Regions from separate parts of the Mus musculus genome. Here regions 1 and 3 are each linked to region 2. A link is a contact called in public HiChIP or PLAC-seq data. All regions are on one chromosome and are shown on one strand. Each heading gives the region's core, a stretch centred on a gene start, on an enhancer-like site or on the middle of the called end of the contact. The rest is flanking DNA. Distances are from core to core; before and after follow the strand shown.

Evidence for each region. HiChIP or PLAC-seq counts read pairs in DNA pulled down with a chosen protein or histone mark.
Region 1: an H3K4me3 HiChIP or PLAC-seq map of craniofacial prominence shows a contact between it and region 2, with 5 times the contacts expected there. The contact joins the enhancer-like site here to the promoter of 1700016B01Rik in region 2. A contact is called at or near these places in 7 of 115 datasets of contacts at active chromatin or transcription factors (T-cell acute lymphoblastic leukemia, craniofacial prominence, embryonic basal ganglia and 4 more) and 2 of 9 other capture datasets (embryonic tail and embryonic trunk).
Region 3: a contact with region 2 is called in an H3K4me3 HiChIP or PLAC-seq map of craniofacial prominence, with 4 times the contacts expected there. The contact joins the enhancer-like site here to the promoter of 1700016B01Rik in region 2. A contact is called at or near these places in 1 of 15 datasets of contacts at CTCF or cohesin (embryonic stem cells), 4 of 484 Hi-C or Micro-C datasets (bone marrow-derived macrophages, embryonic fibroblasts, myocytes and 1 more), 8 of 115 datasets of contacts at active chromatin or transcription factors (cardiomyocytes, craniofacial prominence, embryonic basal ganglia and 5 more) and 1 of 9 other capture datasets (embryonic stem cells).

Annotation. Positions count from the first base shown.
Region 1 is chr5:111,600,780-111,603,534 of GRCm38.p6, forward strand. No RefSeq gene overlaps it. Among named protein-coding and RNA genes, the nearest start is that of C130026L21Rik, 21 kb to the left of the region's middle. RefSeq lists an enhancer at 483-1,960. Within about 2 kb of position 1,467, at least 33 of the 459 cell types and tissues checked have an H3K27ac peak or open chromatin away from gene starts, as enhancers often do. A contact at or near this core is called in craniofacial prominence, where this site is marked.
Region 2 is chr5:112,154,965-112,157,686 of GRCm38.p6, forward strand. It overlaps 1700016B01Rik (RIKEN cDNA 1700016B01 gene), which reads left to right and starts at 1,263. Exons shown (of 2, transcript NR_166436.1): 1 at 1,263-1,390.
Region 3 is chr5:111,630,299-111,632,998 of GRCm38.p6, forward strand. No RefSeq gene overlaps it. Among named protein-coding and RNA genes, the nearest start is that of Gm36386, 32 kb to the right of the region's middle. Within about 2 kb of position 1,398, at least 74 of the 459 cell types and tissues checked have an H3K27ac peak or open chromatin away from gene starts, as enhancers often do. A contact at or near this core is called in craniofacial prominence, embryonic stem cells and nephron progenitors, where this site is marked.

The sequences.
Region 1 (2,755 bases), core at 217-2,716, 550 kb before region 2:
CATTCTAGCCTATGTTTCTGCCCCTGGAAAAGAGAATGGTAAGTATTTGGGCCAGATCAGGGTGAATCTCAGGCAAACAGGCTCAGCATGAGCTGGTACCTCAAGAGGGGAGGTGGGAGTGACCCTACCCTGAAGGGCAAGGTCCCTGCTCAGGTCCCAAGCAGTGTGTGAGGGACCCAGGCCTTGGGGAGAGCTGGCTCCAATCCTTCCCTCCCATTGCCTTTTTCTGAACCCCTGACTCCAGCCTCCTTGTGGTCTGGGCTGGAAACCCCACCCTGGGCAACTGCCCCTGAATAGGGACCCAGATGCAGAGTCTCCTGTCCATCTTGGTTTCCCTCAGAATGGGCCATCTTCTCTGGGGGGTCCCTCAGCAAGCACGATTAGCACCCCAAGGACAGGACCCCCTTTATCTCAGGGCTGGGTGAATATCTTTTTCTTGGCCACAGCTTCTCTGCCACATGATGAGCTGTCAAATGGCCACCCACAGCCTTTGAGACGACATAACTGTTTCCATAGATAAAACCAACGTCACTCTAACATAAGGGCCCCTCTGGGGGAGTTTTGACTGCATATTTGGCACCAACTGGTGCTTACCCCCAAACCCTGCTTCCCAAACCCCATCCATTCCAAAGAGCCCTGGGTCCTAAGGGTACATTCAGCCCACGGAGAGCCTCCAGAGTCTCTCCTTAATCTACTGGAACAGGTCCCAAGCAGACTCCTCAGTTGTCTCCTTTGGGGTTCATCACGGTTGACAAAGTACCTCCATTTCCTCTGCCCCAAATATATCTCCTCAGTCTAGAAACCTTGACAGGCAAGATCATTTCTCCTTTGCTGGGGTTCAGATATCACTGACAGCTGGGTGGGGGACTAGAGGTGACGTGGTCACATTGAGGTATCTGTCATACTAGGGGGCAAAGCCTGGTGGGACAGATTGTCTGAAGGGCAGATGGTGGTGGCTGGTAGGAGAGAGTAGAAGATTACATCCACCTTAGCACAGAGTGAGGCCCTGGGCTTTGTAGGAGGCTCGGCCTTGCTGGGAGCAAGCCCAGAAAGGCAGGGTTCACAGGCAGGGCGGTCTTGACAACGGTAACCCCAAGGCCAAAGGCAGAGGAAAGAAAAGAACATTCCATGATGTATATATATTTAGGAGGCCGGGAGACAGGAAAGGAAATCAAGTTAGAGACCGAGAGTTCGCAGCCTGAGCAGGTCTCCAGGCCCCGGGAGAGGTTGTGGAATCCAGATGTGGTCGGGAAGGCGGAGGGGGAGGGGGAGGGGAGGAGGGGAGGGGGGGGGGCAGGCCTGTTCACAATTAGCCTTGATTTTGTGTGATGACATTCAAATTGTGGGCAAGCATGAAAGCAGAGTTGTGAGGACGCGGCTGTCCGACGGCCCCGGGACTAATCCAACGTGAAGGGCTCGGGCGCAGGCCTGGCACCACATGGAAGTACTTTGGGAGAGTTTGATGTTCCGCCAGCTAAAGGGGGATCCATGGTCCTGGCTGAGTGGGCCTCCTCCTCGCCCCGCCTCCTCAGGACTGGCTGGCTCTGGCGAGAAGGGTTAAACCTCGAACACACCAGAAGGTTCTGGGCCTGTGGATGCCCTCACTAGCCCAGCCCTGAAGGCAGCAAGGTGGTCATGTGAGACCCACAGAGCCGGGCCTTGGGCGCTGGGCCAGCAGCAGTGGCTGACGTGGTGTGGGATGGTGTCGTCTGTGAGCTATTTTCAATATTTCTAATATTACAAAGATGAGGTAGCCCACATACTGGGACTTTGGCAGGCAACAGCTTTTGTAACAGGGCCCGTCAGATGGGCCTTGGCTGCAAATTTTGGGATTTTATAGGAAACTGGGGGGGTGGTACAGGAGGCCATCTGGGGCCTTGGGTCACCTAGCAAAAAGGTCCAGGCTCACAGGGAAGCCATCTCGTGAAATGAATTCAGAGAGAGTTGTCATTCCATCGTCTCCACAAAGGGTTGAGCACTGGAGCTGAGGGAAGTTCAGTGGAGGGCCCATATAACACAGGCCCGCAGGATTGACCCAGGGAGTCTCATTTCTCCACGAGAGAGGACTGGATCCTCCAGTGTGTATTAAATGCCTGGGACAGCAGAGGCCACCACTCTAGCTGCATCGGAGACCCAAGCTCTTAAGCAGACTGAAGTGGCCCATCGGCCTCACTTACCCTACTGTTCGAATCACCCACAGGACGTTCGTGCATCAAGACAAGTATGTGGCTGGGGATGAGTGTGGATTGTTCCTTTTCATCAGTATGGGCCACGCCTTCCCGACGCTCTGCCCAGCCCTTCACCTGCTAAGGATTGACTGCTAGGTCCCTCCCATAGCCCTCCCCCCCCCACCCCACCCCCCCAGAGTGCATAGAAGAGGAAGGTACTTCACTGGGTTCTGAGACCCTGGAGGTCCCCTGGGGAGACAGGGAGGAAGGGACTCGACATGGGCTGGGGAGGGCGGGGCATAGGAGTTGATGGAATTTCAGGATGCAGAGGTTAGAGAACAGTGATGTCCACCCCAAGCACGCCGCCTAATGAGACACAGCTTCATAACCCCTGCCTTCCTGCTAGAAAGAGTTGCAGATCTTGAATGTGAACAGCTAGTAGCATGTTAGTGTGTGTGTGCATTTGTGTATGTGTGTGTGTAGTCTGATTTGTATAAGTGCATATGTATAAATGTGTACATGTGTGAATGTATGTGGTGTGTATCATATGCAAATGTGTGTGGTGTACCTGTGTGTATTCTGGTACA
Region 2 (2,722 bases), core at 13-2,512:
GGGAGACAGGACAAGGGCACCCTAGACTTGACCTCAGTCTCTTCACATGCCAGAAAGTGACTCATGACCAATAATGAAGACCCTTCGGCAGCCAAGCTCCCAGAACAACCACCTTGGTCCTTAGAAATTCCAGATCTGTGTGACTCTGGAAGCTTTCTGTGCTGCTAGAGTCCTCAAAGAGGAGAAGCCTTGATGTAAAAATACCGCCATAAGCCTATGGGCAGTTTTCTTGATTAGTGATTGATGGGGGCCCGCCCATTGTGGGTGGAGCCAGTTCATTGTGGGTGTGGTCAGCCCATTATGGGTGTGGCAATCCCGTTGTTGGTGGAGCCATCCTTGGGCTGGTGGCCCTGAGTTCTATAAGAAGGCAGGCTGAGGGCTGGTGAGATGGCTCAGTGGGTAAGAGCACCCGACTGCTCTTCCAAAGGTCCGAAGTTCAAGTCCCAGCAACCACATGGTGGCTCACAACCACCCGTGATAAGATCTGACTCCCTCTTCCGGAGTGTCTGAAGACAGCTACATATAATAAATAAATAAATAAATAAATCTTTAAAAAAAAAAAAAAAAAAGGCAGGCTGAGCAAGCCATGGTGAGGAAGCCAGTAAGCAGCACCCTCCATGGCCTCTGCATCAGCTCCTGCCTCCAGGTTCCTTCCCTGCTTGAGTTCCTTTCCCGACTTTCTTTGGTGATGGGCTGTGGTGTGGAAGTGTGAGCAGAATTAACCCTTTCCTCCCCATGCTGGTTGTGGTGTCTCATCACAACAACAGTGACTCTAAGATGCTGACCAAGGAGGTGACTAAATCCAAGCAGTAAGAACCAATCAAATGAGAAACAAGTGCTCAGAAGGGCCTTCTGTCACGCCCCATAATGTGCTTGTCTCTCCCAAATCACCCTACAAAGAATTACCCCTACTTCACAGGAGAAAAACTTGAAATTCAGAGAGGGCAAGTCATCGACCCAAGGTCACACAGTGAGTTAGATGTCTAAACTCAAACTCAGCTCTCTAGATGTCCTTAAAATGCAAGGAATTGTCCTAGAAATGACAAGTTCCAGAGAAGGTAAGACACCCACACAGACTAGCCTCTGTTTTGCACCTTAAAAGTAGGTGTCCCCTCCAGCAACCCCTCTCTCTCCACAGCCCTCCCCCACCCCCAGTACCTCCACTCTCCAGAACAGAGATGGTTGCCAAGGAAACAACATTACCAAATAAGCCCCCATTGTCTGGGGCCCTGAGAGGAAATTCATAAGCCCAACCCCTGCTCATTGACCCCTGGTGACCCCAAGGGAGACACCAACCCTCTCTCCGAGCCCCTCCCCAACCCAGCTCAGCTCAACAAAGTGCACCCCAGAGGGGGCCACAGCCAAGACAGAGCTCCCTGAAATGGCCCAGGTAACTACTAGCCTAGGTTCCAGATGCTTACCTTAGTGGTACCAGCACTTATGGCTTTGTAGGTATGTCCTACTGTGTGCTTAAGGATGCCTCCTACTGTGTGCTCATAAAGAGCTCCTTCTGTATGCAAGTGTGTGAATGTGTGTGGCAGGCAGAGGTCAGCCTTAGAGGTAAGCTAAGCTGGCCAGTGAACCCTAGCATCTGCCTGCCTCTGACTCCCTGGCTCTGGGATGGCACATTCACCCACATCTGTCTTTCATGTGAGTTCTGGGGGCCAAGCTCTGGGCCTCAGTCCTGCTGAGAGAAGCTTAAGTAGTGAGGTGTTTCCCTAGCCCCTTCTATGCCAAGACACTGTGGAAGTGAGTCTGGGGATGCAGCAAGCAAGGCTGTCACTCGAGCCAACCCTTAGAATCCAATCGAGGTACACAAGAAGGGAGGGCTGGAGGCATAGTAGGGAGAGGAACTCTTTCTCTGAGACAGAACTGGGCCCAAGGTGGTCAACAGGGCCCCATGCTTAAGCAGCTCGGCCAGCTTCAGAAAGCCCACCTCCGTGACTGCACATTTTCATCCTTGATGCCTGGTGAGGTGAGGTACCACCCATCACCTGGTGCCCTTGAACATGGATCAAGGGAACAGTAAGGAGGGCCCAAAGAGCTTGGGTTGCCCTTGCTGAAACTTCAAGGCTGCCTATTACTGCAGCAGACCCTGCCTTGTGCTGACTGTTGCACCCAGCATAGACACAGATGCGCAGGATGGAACTCATTGGCAAGAATAAGTCTAAGTTCCATCTCCAAGCCAATTGCTGTGGCAAAGGAAGGAAGGAGTGATCTGATTGGCACTGGCTTAGTGCAGGGGACACCTTCCTCCAGATGTGGGGGAGGACATGGCAGAGGGAAGGCACAGTGTGACCAGAAAGGAAACAGCTGACATTAAGGCAGAGCAACAAGTTTTCACTCTGAAAACCTTGCAGCCTGACACAGACCAGAGTGTGAGGGCCATCCTGCAGCCAAGGGCCTTTCAGGAAGTCCTCTGACTCGGGCACAGGCAGCTGGATTTACACAGGAGGATGGCAGAAACCAGGGCAAAGAAAGACTGTCAGCAGGCCCCTGGCTCTCTCGCCTGCTTAGAGCAAAGGTGAAGGGCAGGGGTTGGGGGCAGGGACAGGCCTGGAGCTTTGTCCCAGAACTTATGGCTTTTCCCCATCAGTACTTTCCAGAAAGAAAGAAAGAGGGAAAGAAAGAAAGAAAGAAAGAAAGAAAGAAAGAAAGAAAGAAAGAAAGAAAGAAAGAAAGAAAGAAAGAGAGAGAAGATGGAGGGAAGGAGAGAAGGAAG
Region 3 (2,700 bases), core at 148-2,647, 520 kb before region 2:
GGCTCACAGCATACGGTGTGTTGTCTGTCATGGTGGAAGCCATGGCTGCAGGACAGTGAGGCAGCTGGTCACACAGCACACAGTTCACACCTCACCCCAATGCACATGCTACACGTGTTACCTACCCCACATGCACACACTATACACCTCACCCCACATGCACACACTACAACCTCACCCCACATGCACACAGTATACACTTCACCCCACATGTACACACTACACACCTTACCACACATGCGCACAGTATACACCTCAACCCACATGCACATGCTACACACATCACCCCATATGCACACACTACACACCTCAACCCACATGCACACACTACACACCTCACCCCACATATAGACACAGCACATCTCATTCCACATGCACACAGTACACACCTCACCCAACATACACACACTATACACACCTCACCCCACATGCACACAGTACACACCTCACCCCGCATGTACACACTATATACCTCCCCACACATGCACACAGCACACACCTCATCCCTCATATAGACATTACATACCTCATCCCACATACATACACTATACACACTTTACCACACATACACACTGAACATACCTCACCCCACATACACACACTATACACCTCATCCCACACACATACACTATACACACCTCATCCCACATGCACATAATACAACACATCACCACAGATGCGCACACTGCACACCACGCACATACTGCCCACATTGCACGTTCACTCTTAACCCCCCCGACACTCCATATCATTTGCTTCTGAACCTGTACAGCCATCTCCCTACTTTCTCTGAAGGGAAATGATGTCTTGGAAAGGGGTGCTTCAACCAAAGTACCAGCAAGAGAAAACTGTGGGGTGCGGGGAGTGGGATTCCTGGGCCTGCGGTGCCTCCTCCAGGTGAGGTATCCTACATACCAGCCTCACCCTCGGGCATTGAGGTTTCTCTTGTCTTCATGGATTCTCAATCCATGACTTTGGGGCCAGACACAACTGAGGAACCTGAGGCTCAGAGATAGCAACACAGCTGTCCATGGTGGCCCAGCCCTGGCTGGGAGGGAAGTCAGGCCCCCAGCGGGGGTCCTGCTTGCTGCTGACTTACAAATGGTCAGTCAGCCCCCACCTTGTCACTCAGGACTTCCCTCCCTAACTTCCAACTTCTCCACAAATTCCAGTAACTGCCCACCTCCGGGGCCCTGCCTTTAGCTCCCTGCTCCTTCCATAAGACCTGAGAATTCTTTTCTGGCCTGCCTGCGGGAGGCCGACTCCTGCCTTCACTTTGCGGCCAGCCTGCTTTGGAGGCCCCCTACACCCTCCAGCAGCGGCACCCCCCTCTGGTCCCCAGGTCTCCTACAGGGCTGAAGGAGGCGGAGCTTGTCAATGCATCTTAGAGATCGGAATGTGCCCTTTGACCCCACCAGCTCCTCCCCGGGAGCCGCAAGGAGGCTCCTTTCTCTCTCCTGGGCCCTCTGCTTTTGGAAACAAATGCAGCCTTGCTCTGTCTGCGGTTGAAAGGCCTCTCTCTGTTTAGGAGCTACTTGGGTTTTTAAGTCCTCTGGGCCTCTAATGTTTGAAGGACTCCTCTGTTGTCCGCCGAGGATGGTCTGAAGTTTCGTGCTGGGAGAGGAAGAGGGGCCCTGCCTTGGGGAGGATGGGGCTCCGGCCAGAGACCACCCAGCAGTGTGACACAGGTCTCCGAAGGCTCAGGCAGGGCTGAGTCAAGTCCTGTGGGAGGTTGGGTGGAAGAGGGGAGAACAGAAGAGGAGAGCGGGCCTGAGCACGCCCACTTTAACCCTCTCTCCTGAGCGGAGGGATTTCGCTGCGCACACTCCGCAACACAAGGGTTCTTCAAGCTGTCCTCATTTCCTCTAAGGGAGCTAGGATGATTGGCACCAGCGCAGACAATGTGAAAATCCAAGAACGCCGCTTTGTCAGATAAGCAGGGCAGGGGCCATGCTCATGCTCCTATCGCAGACTCTGGGGCAAAGGCCCTTGAGGTTGCTGTAGGAAGAGCAGTGGCAGAGGGGCAAAGAATGTGGCCGAAAGCTTTGGGGCTAGGCAGTCTGGTTCTATTTCTATCTCCTATGAAAGACTGCTGTGTGACCTCAGGTTAACCACGTTCCTTCTCTGAGCCCCAGCTCCCTCCTCTGTAAAGTACACTTAACAGTAACTTCATGCAGATGTGGAGGTGGCTGCCCAGTGATGCCTGGCCGTGTGGGGAGCCTCTGTGAGCTTCGAGCCACAGAGTCCCTGCTAACAAGGTAGCCTCAGGGCCCCAGGAAACGGACCATCTTTGATTCTTGGGGTCACTGCACACAGGACCTTCCTTCCCGCCCTGTTTGTCTGGGCAGTGCCTGAGTTGGCCACCCACAGCGAGGCTTAAGAAACATTATTTATCCCCACTGTGTGGCAGTCCAAACCTGTCACCCAGCATTTGGGAAGCTGAGGCAGGAACATTGGAAGCCAGGTTACATGGTGAGACCTCACCCAAGGGGCTAGAGAGATGCTTCTGTTGTTGAGAGCACCTGCTGCTGTTATAGAAGACCCCGGCTTGGTTCCCAGCACCCACGTGGTGGCTCACAACCATCAGTAACTCCAGTACTAGGGGATCTGACGCCCTCTTCTGGTCTCCACAGGCACTTTATGTACATCGTGCATAGTCATGCACGCGGGCAAAACACCCATATACATAAAATAAAAAAT